Regions from separate parts of the Sus scrofa genome. Here all the other regions are linked to region 1. Evidence: chromatin contacts called from public Hi-C and promoter capture Hi-C data. All regions are on one chromosome and are shown on one strand. The core of a region is the stretch at or near the end of the contact, and the rest is flanking DNA. Distances in the headings are between cores, read along the strand shown.

Region 1 (6,421 bases), core at 2,371-4,870:
GTGCAGTCCTAAAAAAAAGAAAAAAAAAACAAAAAACAAAAAACCAACAACAACAAAAAAAATCAAGCCATGCTGTAAATGTCTATTAAGACAATGATAAAATATTCCCATATTTTTAGACATTTGCTAAATACACAAACAACTCAAGACTTGTGATTATTGGGAGTTCCCATTATGGCTCAGTGGAAACGAATCTGACTAGTAAACATCGGGACGCAGGTTCCAATCCTTGCCTTACCCAGTGGCTTAAGGATCCAGTGTTGCTGTGAGCTGTAGTGTAGGGTGCAGATAAGGCTCGGATCTGGCATTGCTGTGGCTGTGGTAGGTTGACAGCTGCAGCTCGGATTTGAACCCTAGCCTGGGAACCTCCATATGCCGCCCATGCGGCCCTCAAACGACCAAAAAAAAAAAAAAAAAAAAAAAAAAAAGATTTGTGATTATTAAAGTAGTATCCCATTAAGATCCTGCAACCAAATAATGGCACATGTATACATATTTAAACTACCAAAAAATTAATTCTTATAGATGCAATAATGGTCCTTTAACAGTTTACTTCCTATCTTCAGCAAACAGTGATTCACTGATTAAGTTACTCTAAACCACAAGTGTCCAAAGATAACTATGGGAGAGCCTTCACTGACTTAAGAAAATCAGTGAAGCACAGCAATGAGATATCTTTTTTAGAGAAATACTGCAAGTATCTTAAGGTCAATTTTCTCTCTAAAATACAAATAAATGAATCATCAAGCTTCAGGCAATGGTACAGTGGAACTTACCTCCATGGCAGGGGATAGCGGAAAGAAACTCCCAGATGAAATGAAAGAGCAAGAGTTTCTAAATAATTTGGCATATGAGATACAGCTAAGAGAGAAGCCATGTCATAATTAACTAAAGTCCACAAAACTAGGCTGATATAATACTTTATCAGATAAAGCTCAAAAAATGTCTTTTTTGGAGTTCCCATGGTGGCCCAGTGGTTAATGAACCCGACTAGCATCCATGAGGACTCGGGTCTGATCCCTGAACTCGCTCAGTGGGTTAAGGATCCAGTGTTGCTGTGAGCTGAGGTGTAGGTTGCAGACACAGCTCAGATCCCGCACTGCTGTGACTGTGGCATAGGCCAGCAGTCACAGCTTTGATTCTACCCCTAGCCTGGAAACTTCCATATGCCACAGGTGCGGCCCTAAAAAGCAAAAAAGAAAAAAACAAATATCTTCTCTGTTGAAAAGGCAATTTATAATAGCATAGAGAATTAGTGAATTTAGTCCAAGCAACACTTTTGTATTGGAGATGATATATTGTCACTAACATGGCTCAAAAGGAATGTCCCTGAAAACTGAAGGGTGACTAAAAATAAGATCAAAAGTGGAAAAATGCACAAAGGTACTGCCAGGTAAGATCTGAAGATAGCAACTAGAGAAAATCTGGGGATGTTAAAAAACAAAAAGAAAACATATATATATACACACACACACACATATGGTATGCCGAATCCACACATTCAATTGTGAACCATGGTCTTCAAAGTTATATATTATTTGCCATTATTCCTTGTAAACCTTTATGTTCCTAATCAAACTATTAAATTATGACAAATTTTACCTATTTGAAGAGGTACCTAATTTTTGGCAAAAAAGCCCGAAGTCACCTGAAACAAGATAGGTAAATAAGGTAAGACAGATGGTCAACTAGGTTTCTGGTTTAAAAGAAACTAAACAGTGCTTACAAAGTAAATAATGTGAAGTAAATTTTATGCCGGCAACATCCCTGCAGCAATATACCAGCCTCTAGAAGTGCATTCTGCCAGCAGGCACCAACCACTCTGCAAGGCTCTGCTACAGGTCCTCCTCAGGGCCCTAGACGCCGTTGCTTCTGCCACGCCCAAGGAACTCCCCTAGCCCCCAGAAGTCCTTGGTGGGTGCCTTCATTTTCATGTGGTGTTTAAAGCAAAATTCTAAATTCTAATGCATATTAAAACTCTAATTAAAATCCTAATGCATATTAAGGATAACTTTTACAGCTCCTAAACTTTAAGTTGGTTGAATGGATCTCTAAAGATAACTTTTACAACTACTCTTTTTTTTTTTTTTTGCTTTGCTTTTTATTTTTTCGGGCCACACCCGTGGCATATAGAGGTTCCCAAGCTAGGGGTCTAATGGGAGTTGTAGCTGTTGGCCTACGCCACAGCCACAGCCACTTGGGATCCAAGCAACAGCTCACAGCAACACCGGATCCTTAACCCACTGACCAAGGCCAAGGATTGAACCTGCAACCTCATGGTTACTAGTCGGATTCGTTAACCACTGAGTCATGACGGGAACTCTCCCTCCATTTATTTTCTGTAAATTTAGTTTTCCAATAAAAACTAAGTACAGACCTTGGCATTTAGGAAATCTCAAAGGATAGCAACTCTGTGGACAAGATCTACAGCATTAAAAAAACAGAAATGATCTGTAAAACCAAAAAGCTGGTGACTGTATATATGGTACAAATCAATTAAGAAATAAAATATCATCTATGGAGCACAATGCTAACTTGGGAAAATAAGATTTCCTCCTAACTCAACTGCAGACTTTAATCTGTGCGGAGCTTATTTTAATAAGTAAAACATGCCACTTGCCACCCACAATTTCAAAAAGAAAGTAAAACTGAAAAGTACAAGAATGCCAAAAATTATACAAATGGCCTAATATATTAGTCAATTAAACATGATTCTATTCCTAAGCATGACAGTCCAATTGCATTTAGTTACTTAGCACAATTTTATTGTGGAGAAGGAACATAATGTTGAAAAGACTCCCCAGTTGAGGCATCTGGTGCAAAATTCTACAGATTGAGATTACACAGAGTAGACCAATCAATTTTGCTTATTAGCACCAGGCTGTTTTAATTTCCTCATAAACTTAATATAGCTTTCCTGCCCCCTCAAAAGTTAATCAATACTTTCCCCTTTCTAAAGCTACCCAAGTTGATACATCAACTGCTGCACCAGTGTATTAAGGTACCAGAATATCTGAGGAAAAAGAAAAGACTGATAATTCAACAAGCAGCTTTTTAACGACGCAAGAAGACTTAAGGACAGAGTGAATTTAACACACATGCCCTGTTTAGCCTCTTTTGCCCCCTAAAGGGGTTTAAAATTTTAACTTTCCCAGCCGATCTAAACTCAAAGAAAGCATGAAGCCTATACATATGTGAATGTTTACTTATTGCTGAACTCAGGGCTACAGGAAGGAAGTCAGCTACTAAAGAGTAGTTACATTAAGCGTAGATATTTATAAACCAACTGCAACTACTGACCCAGGATTCAATTACAACATCAACCCTCATATTTCAGCATATGGGCAAATTACCAGTGGAGTCAAGAATAAATTCATTCTGCCCTACTGGCGCTTTAGATCAGGTTGCACAATCCCGGGGCAGAACTGCCTTCGCCTAGCCCTAAAGCATCAGGTACTAAGAACTGTACGAAGTCAGCGTCAGGATGTTTTAAATTTTAAAGCAAGAGGAAAACCCAAGAGTAGCCTGAACCAATTTAGCCAGCCCATAAACCCGAATTGACGAATTAGTCACGTCACTTGAGAATGAAATTAAGTTTTGATCCCTTTGAGATCTTAGCGCAGTCAGGCTGCTATCACTGCAAGAGGAATCTGACCCTGCCTCGAGAAAAACTACTTGTTGTCGAACTCGTGCCCTTTCAGCCCACCATGGGGGGGCCGCGCCAGTCGGGTAGGGCGAAGAGCTAGTTTGGGGGCGCAGCCGGGCCAGGCGGGGGCGGCGAGCGCGCGTCCCCCCGCCCGCTCCGGCGGCGTCGAGGCGCGAGCAGCTCAGCCAGCCTTGCAGAGGGAGCTCTCGGCAGCTCTGGGGTCCCTCTGCTCGCAGCCGCAGCAGCGCCGCCTGCGCCACTCGGTGGAGACGGAGACCAGCGGCGGCGACGTGCGGACTGGGAGCGACCGCCGAGCAGCCAGGCGGCGGGGGACACTCGCAAGGCGCGGGTAAGTGCCAGGGACCAGGTGGGCTGGAGAATACGCAGCCCAAGAGGCGCTGGCAAGGGCCCGACAACCATACTAAACGGAGACCCGGCTACACGCGCGGTTACTGGGGGCCTGGGCTCTAGAGCGAAGCGGTGCGGAAGCCGGGGAGCGGAGATCGCCTCTCGGCTGGGGCCACCCGACGCGGGAGGGGCGGAGGGCAGAGGGCGGGCCACGGCCGGGGAGATCCACCGGGCCAAGAGCCGGCCTCGAGGGCAGAGACAAAGGAAGGAAAATGGAGTCGCCAGCGCGCGGGCCTCTGTAGCCGCCGCCGCCAGAGGCCTAGCGCGTCGTCAAGAGGGAGGCCTAGCGGGCGGGAGGAGTGCGGGGGGTGGGGGGGAGCCGGCCGGGCCGCGGCGGCGACGGGCAATGGCGGCGGCCGCGCCGCAGCAGGGACGGTAGAGGGAGACAAACACCCCCCGGCGGCGGCGCTGGCGCCGGGCTGCAGCCAGCGCCGACCGGAGCGGCCCCATCGTGACACCTAGAGGCGGCCCGCGAAACCTCCTCCACCCGGGGCCCCCTTACCTCCGCGCCACACCCCCCGCAGCGCTCGCTCCGCCGCCGCTCCACCGCTCCGGCCACCCGGCGTCTCTAGCCAGCTCCGCGCACCCGCACGGGCTGCCGCCGCCGCCGCTGCCGCCAAAGAAGCAGCTCCGCGCACGGTTTAATCGCTCCACAGGCTCGGACACAAAATGGCGGCGGCGCGGTGCAGTGCGCCTGCGTCGGCGCTGCCGGGGCCGCGGGTGCTGATAAGGGAAGGGACGGGTTGGGGGGGGCCGGCCGGGCGACTAGTGGAGGGCGGGGGAGGAAAGGTGAGGGGAGGGGTTGGCGCAGGGCAGCATGGGAGGCAGCCCCGGGCGCCAACTTTCAAAAGCGGGCGCGATGGCGTCACGGGACGCGCTGCGGGTCGCGTCACGCCGCACGCGCTCTCGACTCGTCCCGCGTGGGCTCTGAGGGCACCCGATGTCCGGGCACCCGCGGGGTGGGGCTTCCTGAGTAGGTGCCGTCGCCTCTGGGCGGTCCAGGAACCCGGTCCTGTTGACCTGGTTCCTTAGCTGCGGTCTCCCGCCCTGAATCAGTAAGGGCGGGGGTGGGAGGGAGGGTGTTTGGAGGAAGCGCGCGCGGGACTAGGCTGTGGGGCTGAGGCGGCTCTTGGGCGGGGCGCGGCCCCAGTCTCCGCCCTAGCCGGTCGGGACCCGCCCTCCGAGAGGAGCGCGGCACTGCTACCCGCCACCCGCTAAGGCCGGGCGGATCCCCTCTCACTCCCAGCTCCTCAGAAACGATCCAACGCCCGCGAGTCACGGCGAGCAGGGCAGTCCTTGCCCAGTGGCTTTGGGGATCTCTCCGCCCTTCAAGAGGGCTCCTAATACGGGGTATCACAGAAGAGGGCTAGGGCTTCTTAGGTGCCCAGGCCACTTCATCCCGGAGAGGCCGACGGAAGGCCAGACTTTATGCTTTAACACGATCCTAGCAGTGTTTTGCCGAAAGCGCTTTTTGTATTTGGCGCGGTGTAAATCTGTGTTTTAAAACGTATATTTCTTATCTTTGCCCGAGAACTATTACGCTCTCTGTGGGCGGAGTCCTTCAGCCCCTCACCATGCGGTCGCCCTCCCACCCTTACTATGCACCTGCGGAGTCTAGCCAGTTGACAATAAAGTTCACTAAAGACCGACTGGAAGATGTTCTGATGGTTCAGGGAGGAGAGCTTTGGTTCCCATAAGGGAATCCAACTCAGGACTATATTCTTTACTTCCTTACCTTAGATCTCGGGGAACAAACGGACCCAGCATCTAGGGGACACTTCTCCATTGAGCTGATTGTTCCATTATGAGAATGCTAACCCAATGTTGACAGATCTGGGTTTGTTTTTGCTTTGTTTTTTTAAAGAAAATCTGGATGTTTGTGTGTGTGTCTGTGTCTGTGCGTGTGCGTGTGTGTGTGTAAAATCTCCAGGTGCTGGCAACTAAGTCAGATGTTTTAAAACTGCATAAGCTGGAGTTCCTCTTGTGGCTCAGGGATTAACAAACAACTAGGGGTTTGATCCCTGGCCTCGCTCAGTGGGTTAAGGATAGGGCATTGCTGTGAGCTGTGGTTTAGGCTGCAGACAAGGCTCGGATCCAGCGCTGCTGTGGGCTGTGGTGTAGGTCGAAGATGTGGCTCAGATCCTGCATTGCTGTGGCTGTGGTGTAGGCCGACTGCTACAGTCTGATTGGACCCCTAGCCTGGGAACCTCCATGTGGCACAGGTGTGGCCCCAAAAAGCCAAAAAGCCAAAAAAAAAAAAAAAAAAAAAAAAACCAAAGGGTTCTAGAGCATCTTTATTTGCTATTGGAAGTGATACAGGAGAGTGAAGGGCTCGCTTGACTTAAATCAGGATGAGATCCATGGAAC
Region 2 (6,422 bases), core at 871-3,370, 420 kb before region 1:
ATAAGTTACTCAGTGTTTGCTGTGAGCAAGAGGAAAAGAGAGGGGCCTTACCAGTATCTAAAGAAATCACAAGAAGAATCTAGGGCCCATGGACAGAGACAGAGACAGACTTAGACTCCCATCCCTGTGATATTTTTGAGGTAATCCCATTATAAGGGCTCAAGCATGAGAAAGCAGCCACTAATGAGCTACTCTGTCCCAAATATCTGGACAAAAGTCAAATGTAAATACATACCTATGTATTATTTTTTTCAGATAATTCCTTCAATGTGTCTGTTCTGGCTTGGTGCAAAGCAATTCTTTGTTTACTATCTGAAAAAAACAGTGGCACACATCAATGGATAAAATCTGTCAGAGCAGACATCCAAGGAGCTCTTCAGCTAAGGAACAGGGAGCTCTGAGTTCCTAGAAAAATCATAAAAGCAGTGTGGAATCACATCTTGGAGCATCCTTTATATGAACTCCCTTTAGCATATCACCATCAGTGGTAATCAGCCTGTATATGAACCTTTCAATGACAGAAAACCCCAGCACTCTCAAGACAGATTTGCACAATTTTAGTTGCTACAGCCATCTTTCAGAATCTGACTCCCTGTCACGCATCAGACCCAGTCTGCTTTTTTAGAATGGTACATCCCCACAGCATACCTCATCTCTTTGCCATCCGGCACATTCCCCAAACACATGAGGACAACTCTCCCTAAAGTTCTCTTCTCCAGCATCACCCTCTTGAATCACTCCTTCCTGTGTTTATGACTTGCAGGGCCTTCCTGAGGTTTCCTGATCCCAAAGCCATGATAAGCAACAGCATAAATATGCCTGCTACAGAATGAGCAGGACCACACAAGAGTCTGGCAAATGTCACTACCTGAAATGAAAGCACATGTGGTAACCTCAGCCTCTCTTCAGTCCTCATCCTCTACCCAAAGTTTCTCAACAGCACGCTATTGACATTTTGAGCCAGATAATTCTTTTTTTGGAAGGAGCTGTCCTGATCATTATTTAGCAGCATCCTGGACTCTATCCAAAGGAAGAGCCTATAGCACCTCCCCAGATGTGACAAAAATGTCTCCAGCCATTATCAAATGTCTTAGGGGAAAGGTGGGGGCAAAATTACCCTCAGTCAAGAGCCACTGCTCTATCCAATGATCTTGTTCACCCAAAACTTCTCCTCTGCTGGTTTAACAGGTAACTCTCCAGAAAATTTAATTGTGCGTCAAAACGCTATCTGAAATTTAATAGTATTTATAATGGTATTTGATGATACTACAACTCATTCTCCAGAAGTTAGGAACCACCCAGATGCTTTATCTACATTTACCTTATCTTTTTACCCCAGGCACTGAAGACTACAGAAATGATCAGACACCCATTTTCTGGATCTGTTCAAGTACCAACAGTGTAGGGCTTTTTTGCAACCTGAACAACTAAATTTAAGTAAAATATTTTGTCTGACCATGGCTTTGTGAGACAAACCACATACTGGTAGCAGTACATGGTTCACTACTAGTCAAGTAATTTAGGTAAGGTGAGTGGGAAGCCAGTGGAGGTGAGCGAGCTAACTGAAGAAGTAGTGGGTTCTTGATGAGAAGTTGGAAAGGGTGACAAAGGAGTGGAGAGTGAACCACCGCTGAAGAGGAAGGGGAAAAGTATGAAGAAATGAGTTCTCTTGAAATAAAGACTGAAGAGAGGATACTCTGAAGGCCATCAGATTGCTCTCTGGGCCCTCAGCTCTCCAAGGGCCTGGTGGAAAAGAGTTAATCTAGGTCCCCTGGCCTGATCATTCATTCAAACTCTCACTAACTACTTGTATTAAAAGACCTTACACGGAGACCACATCTGGGAAAACATCGCCGCACCCTAGGAGTTTACAGAAGGGAGACCATAACTGGACAAGATATCACAGGAGCTCTGAAGGCGACAGAGAAGAATCGCAGGGATCGGACATCATACCGCCAGAAGTCCTCCGCCCTCCTGGTTCGTAATGCCAGGACCTCATCGCCTCGTAACGCCGAACCCCAGTACTGCCTCAATCGTGCACCTCTCCCCACGGTTGGCCCGAGCCCGGACGTCACCACCCCCGGTTTGGGCCTACAGACCTTACAGCTGCTGAACTCTACAGATCTTTCCTCGCTCCTCACAGTTCGCCTATTCCGCACGCTTTACTGAGCCGCGTCAGCCACCGTCCTCAAAGCCTTGGCGCATCTGTGACGTCACTGCATTGCGCCTCTCCGGCAACACGGGGACCATGGCTCTAGCACGTCAGCTTCGGCTGTTATCGCTCGTGACTCGGTTGCATCTGGCGCCTCGACGGGATCTAACGGTCCGCGGTCCCGACGAGCCCCTGCCAGTGGTGCGCATTCCGCGGGCTCTACAACGGCGTCAGGAACAGCGGCAGAGGGGGCAGCAGGGCCCCCCGCGGCCGGTCTTGGTGAGACCTGGCCAGCTGCTGATCTCGGCGCGGCGGCCGGAGTTGAACCAGCCCGCGCGTCTCACGCTGGGCCGTTGGGAGCCCGCACCACTCGCTTCACGTGGCTGGAAGAATCGGCGCGCCCGCCAGGACCACTTCTCAATCGAGCGCAAGCAACAGGAGGCCCCAGCGTTGCGGAACCTCTCGTCCAAGGACAGCTTTGCCGATCTGGGTCTGGAGCCCCGCGTGCTGAGCGCACTGCAAGAGGCTGCTCCCGAAGTCGTTCGGCCCACAACCGTTCAGTCAAGTACCATTCCCCCTCTACTTGGTGGCCGCCACATCCTCTGCGCTGCGGAGACCGGCAGTGGCAAGACTCTTGGCTACATGCTACCTCTGCTTCAGCGGCTCTTGGGCCAGCCAAGCCTGGACTCCTGTCGTATCCCTGCTCCTCGAGGCCTGGTTCTTGTGCCTTCTCGAGAATTAGCTGAACAGGTACGGGCCGTGGCCCAGCCCTTGGGCAGCTCCTTGGGCCTCCAGGTGCGGGAGTTAGGGGGAGGCCATGGCATGAGTAGGATCAGACTGCAACTATCCAAACAGCCTCCAGCAGATGTACTAGTGGCCACTCCGGGGGCTCTGTGGAAGGGCCTGAAAAGTCAGCTGATCAGCCTGGAGCAGCTCTCCTTCTTGGTGTTGGATGAGGCAGACACACTATTGGATGAAAGCTTTCTGGAACTGGTGGACTACATCTTGGAGAAGAGCCACATAGCAGAAGGCCCAGCTGACTTAAAAGACCCCTTCAATCCCAAAGCTCAGTTAGTGCTGGTAGGGGCCACATTTCCTGAAGGTGTAAGCCAGCTGCTGAGTAAAGCTGCCTGCTTAGACTCTCTAACCACCATCACCAGTTCCAAGCTCCACTGCATCATGCCTCATGTCAAACAGACATTCATGAGGCTGAAGGGGGCAGAGAAGGTGACTGAGTTGGTGCAGATCCTCAAGCAGCATGACAGAGCATATAGGACTGGGTCCGCAGGAACTGTTCTGGTGTTCTGTAATAGCTCCAGTACTGTGAACTGGTTGGGATATATTCTGGATGACCACAAAATCCAACACTTAAGACTTCAGGGACAAATGCCAGCCTCAATGAGGGCAGGTATCTTCCAGTCCTTCCAGAGGGGCTCCCAAGACATACTTCTCTGCACAGACATCGCCTCTCGGGGCCTGGACAGCACCCAGGTGGAGCTAGTTATCAATTATGATTTCCCTCTTACCCTGCAAGACTACATCCACAGAGCAGGGAGGGTGGGCCGTGTGGGAAGCAAGGTGCCAGGCACTGTCATCAGCTTTGTGACCCACCCTTGGGATGTGAGCCTGGTTCAGAAGATTGAGCTGGCAGCCCGCCGGAGGAGAAGCCTTCCAGGACTAGGGTCCTCAGTGAGAGAGCCTTTGCCTCAGCAAACCTGATTACAGCCGGCTTTAGTATGATGCCAAAACAGGGATCTTTACCTGTGTGTGTTGGGTAGGTGAGCACACTAGTCATCGCTCTGGACAGCCTGCTCCCCTTCCTGAAGGCCTGGGCTGCTCTCTGGCTTCAGAAGATAAAGCTCCTGGCCAGCACTGAAAGGTGAACTGCTGAGCGTGGCTGTCTGTGGTCTTTCATGTGAAAAATAAAGTCGATTTTGGCTTTGTATTACATCATGATTTCTAACAATAGTGATGTTTTTGTAGGCATCCCTTGGTGATAGTTTCCACTGGGGCAGAATTTGTTGTATTCTGAGAAGATTTACACTCCAAACCTCCACCCCTAAGATAAAGGTTCTTTGAATTGATGTTTTAGTTTAGATTTTATTTCCTGCCCCCAAAACATCCACTAAACCATTAAGAGGAGAATGGGATGTGACTAGCAGTAGAGAAACATCTTCTTCACCAACAATGGCAAGCTTAGGCACTTTCGGTGAAATCTGTCTGGGAAGTACTGGCAGACTGACACGGGGTATTGCTAGGTGTGCATTTCCAGCTCTCCCTTCTTTCTCATCTCTTGGTGGCAGAGGAGGAGAGAAGATTAAACTTTTTTACAAAACTGGCAAAATAAGCTTATGGCCTCCTCTCACTATCTCTTAGGTTTTAGTCTCTGCAGCATTATATAAGCTTTGCCTAAATAATGAACAGATGAAAGTCAAATGTACTATTTCACAAAACAACTTAAAACCACTTGCACACTGAGAAGGATTAAGTTGCAGAGAACAGAAATGGACCCAGAACAACCTTTACCAAAAAAGAATATTGTGCTACATGTACAATCATAGCTCTTTGCATATAAAGAAACAGAAGAACAAAAGAACTTGCTCAAAATCACACAAGTAGGATAGAATCTGGTCTGTCTGTCCTAAAGGTTGTGTTTTTTAACCACCATGCTAGCTTTTGTCACATATGTTTCATGCACAGAATAACTACATCTCTCTTTGCCTTGAATATTCCCTCTTTACATCTATGCCTAGTGCAGTTTGTTTTTTTGTTTTTGTCTTTTTGCCAGTTCTTGGGCCGCTCCTGTGGCATACGGAGGTTTCCAGGCTAGGGGTAGAATCAGAGCTGTAGCTGCCAGCCTACACCACAGCGACAGCAACTCGGGATCTGAGCCGCGTCTGCAGCCCACACCACAGCTCACAGCAACGCCGGATCCTTAACCCACTGAGCAAGGCCAGGGATCGGACCTGCAACCTCATGATTCCTAGTTGGATTCGTTAACCACTGAGCCACGACAGGAACTCCCTAGTGAAGTTTTTAATATTACCCACTTTGTCTCAAAGGCAACCCAGGATAGACAGTAATTTGGTCACTCTCTCCATGGACCCGGAAGTTTGTTAAAAGTGCAGATTCCTGAGCCCTAATCCAGATCTGGATAAGTTTTCTGAGGGTTAGCCCAAGAATCCACGTATGTCTTTTTAAGTTGTTTTGTGGAATTCCCAGGGGAGTCTCCCACACTCTTACGTTAATAAACCATTTATTCAGCCTTCCCCAGAGGCCTAGCCAGGTAGTAGCCCCACCACATCAGAAGGATGCTCTCAAGCAAGTAATCTCCGGAGGCTTGGAGTACTCGAATGATCTCATACTGGCCCACCTACCACAACAAACCTCCAGAGCCTTCCTCTGCCTATTTTCCCTTCTCCCACTCCCAAAGGCAGTCTGCTCTATTAAGGCCTGACTTTGGCTGTCCTAACATGTACTCGCTAACTCAAGCAATTTAGGAGTAGAGAGAAGATGCTGTGGTCCTCAACCAGGGTTGCCCAACCTCTAAAGTAGCAGCCCAAGCAATCTCTACCTTCTGGGCATATCCCCTCTGCCACAGTTCCAATAAACAAATGTTCCATCTTTGCTCTTTCAAGATCAGCCACAGGAAGCCCCTCCTTAAAGTTATCTTTCATTGCCACACTGCATCAAAGGCTGACCCAAAGAGATTGTTTCCTGTGGGCCTGATAGGCTAAGGAGAGAGCTGTCTCTCTGCTTCTCTGATTCAAACCAAATCATCTTAGTAACACCTCTTCACAGGGTTGATGACGTTTCTCACATGGGCTGCTGCTGAGCCTGTATCATATCTTTTATGGTGGTAGGAGAGAGGATTATAATCTTTGAGCAGAGAGGGGAATGTAATGATTAGATTGTCATTTTGTCATGAATTTGTTTTGAATTTCATATTAAAATGAGCCCATTGGAGAAAAAAAGAAAAGGAGTTTCCGTTGTGGTGCAGGGGAAACGAGTCCGACTAGGAATCATGAGATTCCGGGCTCCACCCCTAGCCTCACTCAGTGGGTTAAGGATCCAGCGTTGCTGCAAGCTACGGTGTAGGTGGCAGACACGGCTGGGATCTGGCGCTGCTATGGTATAGGCCAGCAGCTGTAGCTCCAATGTGACCCCTAGCCTGGGAAACTCCATATGCCATGGGTGCAGCCCTAAAAAAAATTAAAGGAAAAAAAAATAAAGGGCCCATCATTCCCACTGTGTGAAATCATTCAGAACC
Region 3 (6,581 bases), core at 1,391-3,890, 470 kb before region 1:
ACATAACAACCTTTTCAATAGAATTTTAAAATTAGCTGTTAGGTAGTCATAGCAGCACTATCTACAATAGTCAAAAGGTAGAAATAGCTCTTGTCCATCAATGGATGAAAAAACAAACTGGAATATATATACAATAGGGTATGATTCACTTATAGAAAGGAATGAAGTACTGCTACGTTTTACAACATGGATGAACCACAAAAACACTACGCTAAGTGAAAGAAACCAGACATAAAAGGTCACATATGTATGATTCCATTTAGATGAAATATCCAGAATGGGTAAATTCAGAGACAGAACCCAGACCAGGGAATACGCTGCCAGAGACTGGGAGGGGACAAAGGAGAATGAGGAGCAACTGCTTAATGGGTTTGGGGTGTCCTTCTGGTGATGAAAATGTTTTGGAACTAGACAGAAGTGGTGGCTACACAGCATCGTGAATGTACTAAATGCCACTGAATCATTCAATTTGAAATGGTTTATGTCACGTGTATTTCACTCTAATTTTTTAAAATCTATCAAAAAATAGCTACTAGACTATTGTATAGTGAACTTTTTGTCACAAATAAAACTGCTCAAGCTTAAGTTTGCAAATTCCGGGAGTTCAACCTTAATCCCTAGATCTATTTTGATATCAAAATGGTTTGGGATCAGGGACTATGGCAAAAATTTCTTAAAAAGCTGTTTCCATAGCTTTTAAATGTCATTTACGTACTGTTTCAGATGTATATACAGCTCCTACTTACATGATGATACTCATTTAATATTCTCCTGTTTGGTCAACATCTTTATTGATCATGTATGTGGTATATATATAATGTGCTCTAATCAAGTTTGTGTTCCAAAAGTTTGCTTACATCATTAACTATCTTCTCCATGATGAAAATACTCATTCAAACAAGAGTCCTGAATGCTACTTTTCCCACAAATGCCACTTTTCCCATTTCTACCACTATTGTAACATGCATCACCGTTCAAGTCAGTCTAGTAACAGTTATTTGGGTTATGTGCATCCATCATAACACTACAAAGTACCTAACATACCTTCAACATAATTGCTGCTCAGATGATGTCAGTGGAACTGAAATAAACGCAACCGAGAAATAACTACTACCATAAACTATTACGTTGAAAAAGACATTTAACATATAAATACTAACAGGACTGATAATACAAATACTTCCTTATGCCATACATTCAGATGTGTTTTTTAGTGCAACCCTACAGAACAGTCTGTTGAGCATCAATATCAACATGAAGTAATTCGCTTAATACCCGGAAAGAATAAATGGAGATTAGACATATCCACCTTCCTTCTGAAATTCGCCTGCAAATGCAATAGGAAAACTGAACTTAATGAACCACAGTATTCCAAACCAGGTCACAGGAGAGCTCCAAGTCCCCAGCCATCCTGTTTCTATTTCCTGATTGGTCTGACCTCCAAGCATTATGGTGTCCACTCTTCACAATTCATGATCTCCTTTAAAACATCTTGTGAGGTGAGCTTTTTCTCAAAATAAAAATGTACTTCCAGAACTTTCTAGGAGATTTACGAACAAGGTACTCCACTTCTTAAAATTTTCTGAAACACTTTGCTCAAGAAAAGAAATCGTTTTCAGAAAAGTCCCGTTATAGTTACAGCTCGAATTAAATGTGGGCCATATTAAACTTGCACAAGTCGACGTTAACACTAAGGCATTACTCTCCTACCAAAGTAGATTTAAACAGACATGTGCTGGAATTTTAGAGAACTCCTACACTTCCAGAATGCGCATCGTTCAAATAAAGATTGTTTTTAAAACCTAGAATAGACGAAAAACCAAGCCTGCTTACACTTCATAGGGACATTTCCTCCGCACCACGCTGGCAAAGCAGCGACAACCAGACGCCACTTGGGCAGCAGCCCGGACCCTCAGACTCCAAACCCCGGGCGTCCAGGGGCCACAGCGTCCCGGAGTCGAGTTCCCCTCCAGTTTGCTTCCAGCCAAGCTGCGGCCACTTCCACGTCGCTGCGACCTACACGCCTCCTCAGCAACACACACACACACACACGACAACCAGACCTGGGACAACCAAAGGAATAGGGAGGGGACGAGCTCATGAGAGCGAGAAGAGTAGACGCTCTGCGGTCTCGCCCCGCCCGGCACCCACCTGCAGGCCGCGAGCCCGGGGGTGGCGGCGCCGACGCCCCGTCCTCGCCAAAGACGAGTTTAAAGTCGAGCTCGTCGGGGGCGCCACAATTTGCAGTAGTCATCGGCGTGGCCCAGGGTGCTGCGGCTCCTCCTCAGGCGGCGGCAGCGGCGGCGGCTCCTCAGCGCCGCTTCATGCCGGGCCGCGCCGGCCAGGAGGTCGCAGCTCCACAGCAAACTTTCCGGGCGGGGACCGCGACGCCGAGCGTTTCGTTCCGAACTCTAATACTGGCCGCGGGCCGAAACACCCTAGGAACCCCCGTCACCGCCAGTCGTCGGTGCCCAAGCTGGCACGGTCGCCTTAGACGATATTCCCCGCCCCCCCCACAGCCGCCGCCGCCACCACCACCGGCGCGCTCCCGCGCCTTGCCGCGCGCCCGGCCCCGCCCCCTACCGAGCGCCCATCTGACCTGGCAGCCCATAGGCCACCGGCCTCGCGGGCTAGCCCGACGGCCCCGCCCTCTCACTGCCCTACCGCGTGACTCAGTCCCGCAGAAGGAAGTCACGTGACTAAGGAGCGCTAGCTAGCCCTGCTACCTCTTGGGACTTGTAGTTTGGCCTGTATTCTTTCAACTATTTCTGAAATAGGACCCGGCACCGCGGTATGGGGTCCAAAACGTAATTGGATTGAGGGGCCCACCACCAGCCAATCGGAGAAGATCCCTTTCCTTATTGGGCAGACCCCATGTCGTGGAAGGAGCACAAGAGCCTTGGGATTATGGTTCCATTGACGAGCAACTGTAGGGTTATTCTTGCTGACTGGGTTTGGGGAAGGTATCAGCGCCCGGGAGGGTACGTGGATGTCACATACCCTCACCCCAAGCTCAATGGCGGAATCTGAAGAAGGCAGGGACTGGATCGAGCTTCCACCTAAGGTGGGGCGGAGCCAGAGGAGACCTGGGTTGCGCGAGTCTCAAGTCTGAGCTATCCATCGCTACAGACCCACCCCTGGGGGGCGGGGCCATTGCTCCGCTGGATGAGTCTTTGTCTGTCCCCACCACCCAACCTGGCAGCTGCTCCCTCCAGGACAGTCGGCGCGTTCGAGGCCTCGGCAAAGCCCCATGAGCAAGGTCTGTCCCGTGCTGGAAGTCAGGCAGACTGAATGGGAAAGCCTGTGGTGAACTCGCACCACCCAAGGCGCTCCGTGTCTTCTGCATCTTGTCGCACATCCACGGAAGTCAGAGAGATCGTGCTGGTCGAACCGCGTTAGTGGGGAGGAAATTACACTGTCTGAAGAACAGTTTTCACTCTCGGCCTCTCCCCAGCGGGCGTGTCTTCCCTTGAGACGATCCAAGACGTCTCCTCCTGGGGCTTGGGGTGGAGGCCATGCCCAGGGACGCAGAGCCTGGCTTGTTTACTTAGGCACAAGGTGGACCGAGAGCAGGGAGAGGTGGCAGAGACCAACTCCCCTAGCTCCAGGCCCGGAGGGGCATAGCATCCTTAAAAGTGCACTGCCAGAGTAACCAGGGTGCTGTGGCTCAGAAGCTTGCGTGTAGGTGCAAGAGCCCAAACATATCCCAAAGGCCCTGGAGAAGAGTGCAGAGATGTCTCAATATGTGGACTGGCAACCTGAGCTACCAGGGGACCCTGAGGAGAGCCCAACTAGGCCTAAGGTCAGGAGGACTGGGATCATGCAGAGAGAGCACTTGAGACGTTTATCGTGGATTGGCTCATCCCTGAGGTCATAAAACTTTTCCTGCCCTGTTCTCTGTACTCATACCTGTGCTGGTCCTGGGGACACAGATAAATTAATCTCCCTTCAGGCATCAGGGAGGGGAGGCCAGCAAAGCTATAATCACTGTGCAGAGATTAGGGCTGTGCCAAGAGCTCAGAGAAGGTACATAATCCCCCTGGCTGCAGGCTTCCCAAGAGTCTAGGAGGTATTTGGAGAGATGGACAAGGAGTACAATGGTTCCCTGCAGAGAACAGATATCCAAAGACTCAGAGACCAGAAAGTATATGCAGTGAACAGAAAGCAAAGGTAAGACCAGATGAATGGCCAGAGTGCTGCATGCCACTCCAAGGTATCTGGACTTATTCCTGAGGGCAGTGGGGAGCCATGAAAGGGTTTAGAGCAGCAGACTTCCATGTTCAGAATTCTGAACGAATCACTGAATTGAGTGGAGAGGATAGAAGCAGAAGGTAACAGTAGTCAAGGAGAGAGAGCGAATGGCATTAAGTAGGTGAAATATCCTTCCAATAAGCTGTCCTGCCTTCACAGGATCTCAACTTTGAAGACCTAAGTGTGGAATTTAGAGCCCCAACGCCACACTAACTGCAAACTTCTGCCCAGGGAGATGGCTGGTCTATATGTAACATGACCCTTAATATAGTAAAAGGCCCCAGAAGCTTCACCAGTTCACATCCTCCTCCTCATAAAACAATGCAGTTTCAGGATGTGTTCCCCCAACCTCCCCATAATACCTCCCAGGTTGTCATCTGGAGAGAGAAAATGTGCCTTCTGCTTCCAGATATGACTTTACCTGAACCAGGGGCTCAGCCAACTGAGGGGAAAGGCAAGAGGAAGACTGACCATAGAAAGGTCCACCCCAGCACTGGGAAGGGGCTACAGAAACTACAGATGGCTTGAAAAACCCACCCATTCATTAAATGGTCAGCAATGCCTCTGTGTTCCAAGCCACCGTGCACCTGGAGAACACATAAAAGGGGCCATGACTTGGGGAAGGTTTCTGCTCTGGAGGAAACTGAGAACCCTAACCTGGAGTGATAAGGGCTGGGGCAGGGGTGGGCACCAACTGCAGCAAGAATGTCACCACCTTTGTGAGAAAGGCAGCAATGGCTGAGAACTCTGCAAGCTGTGACGAATCAATATACACACATCATACACACACTCCCCATTCCCTTTCCTTAGCTAAGGCCAAGACCTCCCTCAGAAGCTCTTCCTCAGGCCAGCTCCAAAGCTTTCTGAGATGGCAGGAGACCATATGACCCACCTCCAGCCCTCTGAGAACCCTGCGAAGCCAGGAGGCCCAGAGACCCATTTTAATAGAGAGTCGCCCAGACTGGGCCAGGCAGGTGGACACAGGCTGCGTGCATTTCTGTCCAGCCCCTCTCCCTCCTGTGTGAATGCCAGCCAGGCCTAAGTTGAGGGAAAACCATCTCTTTCATAAGCTTCACAAGCTTGGCTCTGAGCCCCCATGACTGAAGGCTCTCCTGTGGCCTCTGAGCCATGGGATGGTCTAGTTAAGCTCAGTCCAGCCCCCCTAGTTCCACATTAGGGGGAATAGAAGCCTTGGAGGAAAGTCAGAGTTTAGAAAAGCTCTTTCTCTCCACACCACACATTCCCCCTCCCACCCCCACCCCACGAGCTCTTATTTGATTTTTCTTCTGTGCCCGCTCCCCACCCCAACATCCAGACTGACCAAAGGGGACACAAGGACTGCCAATGAGCAGCTCCCTATCTGTGCAGAGGCAATAATGCCAGCCAACTACAAGTGAAGAAAGTAGATTGCTGGAGTCAGCACATGGCACTGAGAATACACGGTCAGCACTCTGTCCTCAAATGCTAGGCCAAGGAGTTTGGACTTGATCCAGAGGGCACTGGAGAGCCAGGGAAGACTTCTGAGCAGGAGTGACACCTGGAAGGACTGAGCGGGCAGGACTGCAGGAGCAAGGGATTCCCTGCTTGCCTTTGCACCAAGTCCAATCTGCTTGCTGTGGCCTTCGGAAGACCTGCCAGCCCTCTCCAGCCTTATCCCTCCTTCTCATGCTCATATTTAAACCATTTGTCCCCAGAATGTGATAAGCTAAGAGGAAGTCGTCAATCAAAGTGGCTGGACTGATGGATAAGTGTGATGGCTACTACCCCTGAGAGGGGTTTGGCATCTAAGTGGCATGAGTTTAAGGTGGGCATGATGAGAACAGTGAATGGAGCTTTCAGTCCTGACTGGGCCCTCCAGTTGGTCCCAGGTCTTGGTCAGGTCACTTTGACACCAGGGCAGGTGGTAGTTAGGTGGGATAAAGTGAGACCATTTAAGGGGCAACATATTCAACCAGGATCTTTTCCAGACGTTCTCAGTCAGGGAACACATATTAGTCCCTCCCCACTCGCTCCCCTGAGACTGACCCTCTCCCCACTACTTTTCCTGGGCCCTTAAAGTCCCCACACTCTAACCTCTATATTCACAGCTGACCTCTCCTTCCCCATAGTCCAGAAATGAATCCAACCCCTCCAGAGAAGGGGCTTCCCCAGGGAAATCAGACTGGTGGGAGAAGAGGTCTGAGCACAGAGCCCAAGCCCCCACGGAAATGGATCTTAAGACTTGGTACCTGGCCCACACAGGGTCCTCCCACAATCTCTGACTAGCTCAGGATTATGGAAGGGGTCCACTGGAGCCTCTCCGTCTTTCCTGTTTTGGGTGGAGTATCAGG
Region 4 (6,450 bases), core at 3,613-6,112, 270 kb before region 1:
AAAAAATTGGCCTGGACTGGAACAGGTAAGAGTCCACATCAAGTGGCAAAAATCACATAGGTAGCAAAATAAAGCCGTGAAGAATGGAGCCCAGGCCTACTCTTCCCCTCTGAAACCTTTCTGTCCTGATAGGTATGAGTGCGCTCCATGCCTATCAGGACAGAAAGCTGCTAAGTGCATGGCAAGCCTGTCAAAGCAGGTTCACAACCTACGAAAGAGAACTTGCATTGATCTGGGCCTAAACCACCTCGGTAAAGTGGAACCAATGTCTCTACAGAACATCCTTCCAGGGGGCCGGTTTCTCCCCTGGTGAGACCCAGGAACTTTAATGGAGTACCTGAGGCTTTAAGAAATAAATGTTCCAGGAGTCCTCCTGTGGCACAGCAGGTTAAGGATCCAGCATTGTCACTGCAGTAGCTTGGGTCACTGCTGTAGCAAGGTTTGATCCCTGGCCCAGAGGAACTTCTGAGTGCCACAGGCATGGAAGGAAGAAAGGAGGGAGGAAAGGAAGGAAGGGGAGAGAAGGAAGGAAGGCCCACCCATCAAGGAGGTTCTGCTCAACCCCAGCAGACAGAAATTCTGCCCAACTTTCAATGTCCATCCCTGTGGAAAACTTTTTGGATCCACTCCCCTCTCTCCAAAAGGACTATCCCCTTTCACCTCTGAGGAGGGTGCCTCTGTGTCTTACTCTGGGAAGATGTCCCGATAGTTATCACTTGAATAGGTGACCTGAGAGGGTCTCCATGAGAGGCAGAAGCCACAAACTCAGGCAGGCAATGAGAAGGCCACAGACCATGAAATGCTGCTGAGGTTCTCAGGCACTGGGATAACATTCAGCAGAGACCCCTGGGGGATGGAGGAGCAGGCTACAGAAGACAGCTGCTAGACTCTACAGCCACAGCAATCTGCAGTGGTGGCATTCAAGTCACTCAAGGGACCCCAGACTTTCCTGTGCCCAATTTCCCAAGGTACGCCTTACTCTTTGGTCTCCCCAGGCACTGGGGAGGAGAGTGGGCCCACTAACAGCCTTTGTTCTTCAGGGCTCTAATTGTTCAGAAACTCCTCTTTGGCACAGGGCCAAAAGGCCCTTTTGAGTCCTTTCAACTTAGCCCTCAGTACATAATAGAAACATCACATCAGACTCCTCCATTCCCCACCACCAGGACTTGGTAGGATTTATTATTCTACCTCCAGCCTCAGCCCAGGGCCTGACATATACAAAGGACCCCAAGAATGACTGCTGAATAAGACAGATCTTCAGCAAGAAGTTCCCGTTGTGACTCAGTGATAACAAACCTGACTAGTATCCATGAGGATGCAGGTTTGCTTCCCAGCCTCATCAGTGGATCCAGTGTTCCTGTGAGCTGAGGTGTAGGTTGCAGACATGGCTTGGACCTGGCATTGGTATAGCTGCTATTCAACCCTTAGCCTGGGAACTTCCATAAGCTGTGGGTGTGGCCCTAAAAAAAAAAAAAAAATTCAAACAAGATACTAATACCTCAATATTTCCAGAAATTTTTTTTTCTTTTTTGGCTGCCCCACAGCAATATGGAGTTCCTGGGCCAGGGATTAGATCGGAGCCATAACCCTGAACCTAGTCGCAGCTACAGCAACACTGGATCCTTAACCCACTGTGCTGGGCCGGGTATCGAACCTTCATCCCAGCGCTTCCAAGATGTCGCTGATCCCATCGTTCCACGTTGGGAACTCCTAGAATTTTTTGACATAAGATGCCTTTCAGTTCTAAATTTAAGAATTCTTTCACTTAAATCAATCTTCCAATCCCAACTCACCAACTGCAAAGACAGCAGAATAAAGTGAAATGTGGCTCAGAGAGAGGGTTCCATGTCACTAAGAGACCTAGTTTTTTGTTTTGTTTTATTTTGGGTTTTTTTTTTTTTTGTCTTTTTGCCATTTCCAGGGCCACACCCATGGCATATGGAGGTTCCCAGGCTAGGGGTCTAATCGGAGCTGTAGCCACTGGCCTACACCAGAGCCACAGCAACGCAGGATCTGAGCTGCGTCTGCGACCCACACCACAGCTCACGGTAATGCCGGATCGTTAACCCACTTAGCAAGGCCAGGGATCAAACCCGCAACCTCGTGGTTCCTAGTTGGATTCATTAACCACTGCGCCACAACGGGAACTCCATAATGGACCTAGGTTTGAGTTGTCTGAGAACCCAGCTTCCTTATAGCCTGCCCCCTTGCTTATGCAGCCATATCCTGACTGTCCCATGCCAGGCCCGACCCCCCAAGTCAGTCCTACATGAATAGAGAATGCAGACTGATTCTAAAGAACCTCAAAGCTCTCCTCTTATCTCTGAGACACAGATGGCATGCCAAATTCCAGAAGGGTCAAGGATTTCTGGGGGTCAGGATGCCTAGCAATGGCAAGCTGATCAGAGACAAAAGCTATAAGGAACTTCTTGAAGGACTGGAATGAGAGGGAGGGACCTAAATTCCTCCTACTCCTGGGTAACCATTGAGAAGGAACAGGATCTTTTTGACCTTGAAGAAGACCCTTGTGATCAAGTCACCTGGGGTTTTGGAATGTGTGAACTAATCCATAGCCATAAAGTCTTATTCACCTGAAACTAGTGTCCTAGAAAGAACCACCCCAGACAATCTCAAAAAGATCTTGCAACAACTGTTTATAGCACTGAGAGCCAACCACACTGACCTTATGTGTGTCCAGTGGGTAGTCCCTCCTTGCTGCCCACCTGCACTGGCAAACTAGGCCTCTCCTGAGCCTGCTGAATGAACCTGACTTCCACTTGCACGTGGGCTAAGATGTGGAAGGAGAGGTGAGTTCAGACGGAAGGCAGGCCCTGGTAAGGAAATCTGGACAGACCCTTGCCTGTCCTCCTTAATCAGAGAGAATGCAATTTGACTGCAGGAAAACCTGAAGGCTAGAGTTCAATGACCAGAAAAATACTACCTGGGGAAAAACTCAAGGAATAAAAAAATTCAGGGATGGTGGCCTTCTGCATCATGGGCCGAACTCAATTCTCCAATGCTGAGGCCAGGTCTGCAAAGATTCAGCTGCGTCTTCAGTCCCTGCAAGAGCTGTGGCTCAGAAGCTGCACTGGGTCAGAGGAATCAAGGTTTGACACACTATGTTTTCTCCATATTCCATGGTCTTCTCTGGACTTGTCCCTTACTACTCAACCAAGAGTGCCTTTACAAACCCTGCCAGAAGACTATTCTATGGCTAGATATTCCCCTTCTCCCGCAACTCAATGGAGTCTCTGGAGTCATCATTACAGGCAATTTCCGCAGGCCCAACCAGCTTCCTGCCTGTTCACAGGTGGCTCAGCTGTCGAAAAGTGAGCAAGCAAGTGAGGGAAGCCTGACTTTGTGCAGCCCCCAGCTCTAGTTCTGCCACCTAGGCTTCAAAAGACTCTAACACTTTCTCTTTCTTTTTTTAATTAAAGTACAGTTGATTTACAATGTTGTGCCTGACAGAGTTTCAATCTGAGCCCCAGAGTCCAAATGTGCCCCATGCCCAATGTTGCTTGCAGCCCAGCCTCCTGCTTGGCACTAGGCTCATAGACCTCAGATCCAGATTCTACTTTCCCCTCAATTAAGCCCCAACTTATCGTTATCATTCTTACAGAATCATCCTCCTCTGTGGGAGGAGGTCAGCTGACTCTGGGAGGGGAAGATGCAAGGATTAGACTGTGCCCAAGAGAACTAACAATGTGTTGGAGGCTCAAAAATTCAGCCTCACCTCCCTCGCTTCCTTCCTCCCTCCCTCCACTAACACAGCTGGCCAACCCACCGACGCTGGGGCCTGGTCACCGATAGAGAGAAGGGCCAGGGAAGGGGCTGAGGGTGTCCGGAGCCGCCTCATCACTTCGGGCCAGATCCTCCAAGGCTGGCTGGGGGTGTTGTCCCACGTGGAACCCCCTCCTGTTCCAGATTCCCTGATCTTGCCCTCTAGGGAGAAGAACCTTTGCTTGAGTTCCAGAATGGGAAATAGGTTTCGTGCACCCTCAGAAGGCAAACAAGCGAGGGAGTGTTCACCCATATTCCAGCTGAACTATGGTTGTGAACTGGGTGAGGGTAGAGCTGCGGCAGGTGGGCGCCCTCACCCAATGCTGACTCCGGAGCGGGCCGGATGGCACTTGCCCATCCCCGGATCCTCGGCAGGGGGGCAGCAGGACGTGGGGCTCGGGTCGGCCCGCTAGCCTGCCGGCAGAGTTTGCGGGACTTGGGCAGGCCGAGATAGGCCAGACAGGGCGGGGCCCAGAGAGCCCCATCTGGGTGGTCCAGACCAGAAAAAAAAACTAGCCCCGGCGCAATCGGGTGTGCCCGCCACACGCACGAGTACACCCGAAATAGGTTCCTGGCTGTCCCTCTGTGTTTCCCCCGGCCGCCGCCACAGAGGACCGGCGGGAGGCGGAGCCGCGCTCGACACATGGCCCCGGCCCCGCGCGGCTTCGGGCGGCCGGGGGGGGGGGGAGGAGGGGAGGGGAGGGGCCGCCCCGGGACTAGCTGCGGAGGCTCCAGGCGACCCGGAGCGCGGCTCCTGCGGCCCAGCCCCAGCCCCGGAGCGCTAGCCCCAACACTCACCCGAGGGGCTGGCACGATGGCGGCAGCGGCGGCGGCAACCTAGCGCGGTCTGCGACGGACTGTCCCTTCCCCCCTGCCTTCCCTTGCCACTCCGCTGCACTCTGGGAAACGGAGTCCCCCCATTCTCCTTTCCGGCGTAGGTGCGCCGGGAGAAAACTACAGTTCCCGACGTCCTATGCGCTGCGGCCCAGACACGGCCCGGAGCGCGGGAGGTGATACTAAGTCAGGGAAGGAGGCTGCCGGGGCGAGCCCCTGAGAATTGTGGTCTAGCGGAAGCCTCTGGAACAACTCGAGCTTGGCGCCAGGCTGGGGTCAGGGCTCTGTTGTCGCCAGGTCCCAGCCGGTCCGGCACCGCCCCTATTGCGCGGCAGTTCAGTGTTGGCCCTGCCTCCGTGAGATCTGGGCCTGGCCCCAAGTTGGCCTAGCAGCCCCTCCCTGGGCCCCTGAGCTGTTTCCGCCTGCAAAACCCCCTCCCCTTTGGCGCTCTGGCCACCCCTTTGACTCTTTCTGAGCGGTGCTCTAAGGCCCGCTGGGGTGGAACCCATAGCTTCTGTTCCAGTACTTGCGTCCTGCCTAGTGCCAGTTGGACCCAAAGCCGATTTCAAGCAGGAGAGGCCTTTCTTGGGCTGGAGACTCAAATACCAAGTGGGGCTTAACTAGAGACAAGATTACTCTTAAGATTTCTACAGTTAGCGTCTACAAAACATTCTCAAGGGGTATTTTGGAGCAGGCAGGGCAACTGAGTTTCATTTTATTAATAAGAAAAGAGAAATAACTGGTTTGCTCAAACTTTCCCCATGATTTAAGTGATGAAGTTGCAATCTCTCTCTCCCACCCATTTCCCTTTTCTTTCAATGCCCATTTTCGTCGTTTCCTGGGCAACACATACATTTGAAGTAAGCCTTTTGGGAAAATTCTCTGCAGCTAACCTGGGGGTAAAACAGCTACAAGGCTTCTCCTGGACAGTGATCTTGCGGTACTCTTAGTTCTTCCAGAAGAGTTTTACACCTTCACAGATCCTCACTCCTACCCCCACCCTTCCTCCTTGGAATGGCTGGTAAGACTAGGCCAGGTTTCTGTTTTTTAAATCCCAGATCTGTATTAACTTTGCCTGACTAGATTCTTGTCTTATTACTCAGTCATTGAGACACTGCATTGCCCTGCTTGTGGTGTATTTAGGACCTCCTTTGCTCAGCTTTCTTCCTTTCCCCAGAAGCTGAAATACCTGCTAGGTTGAGCGCTCACAATATCCAATACAGGACAGTCCTGGCCAGAATCTGGCCCTCACCTTGTCTTGAGAGTGCTGCTGAGAGGCTCAAGTAAGCCAAAGCAGAAATAGTGTAAGTCCTTTCAACAAACAGGAGCTTAAGGATACACTAAAGAACCCACGTTGAGCCTGGGAAAATCCTCACTCCTAGTGAAGAAGAGCAGGGACAGTTAAGAAACTGATCCATTAGCTGCTTGCAAAGGGTTTCAGTCCCAACTGGCCTGGAACAGCACTGCTGGGCTTTTACCACATTAAACTTGCCAGAACTAACCCTACAAGAGATACAATCCCTTCTGTAACTAGGCACAACCTGTGCCCCACCCGTCCTCCTCACCAGAGACTTGGGATGTCAGTACCAAGGAGCCAAGAAAAGAGCAGAATCTAAAGGGACATTTTTGAGTCATTCCAGTTCGAAGCCACAGGGAAAGCCCTCAGGGTAAGTGGCATTTTCTGTAACAGAGAAAGGAGTAATGTTGTATGAAACCTAGTTAAGTGTCCAGCTGTACCCCAACACCTATAGAAACATGGCTAGCTTTAAAGGCATTTGGAACTGGCTTTGAGCTAAAGTACTTGGAACTAAAGATAAAAACGTCATTCTGCCCCTA

The links. Promoter capture Hi-C pulls out the DNA fragments that hold promoters and counts their contacts. A called contact is a pair of places that touch in the nucleus more often than the background predicts.
Region 2: a contact with region 1 is called in a Hi-C map of liver, with 3 times the contacts expected there. The contact joins the promoter of DDX28 here to the promoter of LOC102161584 in region 1. A contact is called at or near these places in 1 of 47 Hi-C or Micro-C datasets (liver) and 1 of 2 datasets of contacts at active chromatin or transcription factors (alveolar macrophages).
Region 3: a contact with region 1 is called in a promoter capture Hi-C map of liver, with 5 times the contacts expected there. The contact joins the promoter of NFATC3 here to the promoter of LOC102161584 in region 1. A contact is called at or near these places in 1 of 5 promoter capture datasets (liver) and 1 of 2 datasets of contacts at active chromatin or transcription factors (skeletal muscle).
Region 4: a promoter capture Hi-C map of liver shows a contact between it and region 1, with 3 times the contacts expected there. The contact joins the promoter of NUTF2 here to the promoter of LOC102161584 in region 1. A contact is called at or near these places in 2 of 5 promoter capture datasets (fetal liver and liver), 3 of 47 Hi-C or Micro-C datasets (liver and skeletal muscle) and 1 of 2 datasets of contacts at active chromatin or transcription factors (alveolar macrophages).

What each region holds. Positions count from the first base shown.
Region 1 is chr6:28,193,981-28,200,401 of Sscrofa11.1, reverse strand. It overlaps LOC102161584 (proline-rich protein HaeIII subfamily 1-like), which reads left to right and starts at 3,620. Exons shown (of 3, transcript XM_021094085.1): 1 at 3,620-3,995. It also overlaps a transcript of CTCF not described here.
Region 2 is chr6:28,613,141-28,619,562 of Sscrofa11.1, reverse strand. DDX28 (probable ATP-dependent RNA helicase DDX28) reads left to right here and starts at 2,120. Exons shown (of 1, transcript XM_003355776.4): 1 at 2,120-4,102. The coding sequence starts at 2,249. The coding sequence ends at 3,871. DUS2 (tRNA-dihydrouridine(20) synthase [NAD(P)+]-like) reads right to left here and starts at 2,213. Exons shown (of 17, transcript XM_005655778.3): 1 at 2,100-2,213; 2 at 236-312.
Region 3 is chr6:28,662,517-28,669,097 of Sscrofa11.1, reverse strand. It overlaps NFATC3 (nuclear factor of activated T-cells, cytoplasmic 3), which reads right to left and starts at 2,640. Exons shown (of 10, transcript XM_021094122.1): 1 at 2,152-2,640. The coding sequence starts at 2,254.
Region 4 is chr6:28,467,686-28,474,135 of Sscrofa11.1, reverse strand. It overlaps NUTF2 (nuclear transport factor 2), which reads right to left and starts at 4,862. Exons shown (of 5, transcript XM_003126922.5): 1 at 4,579-4,862.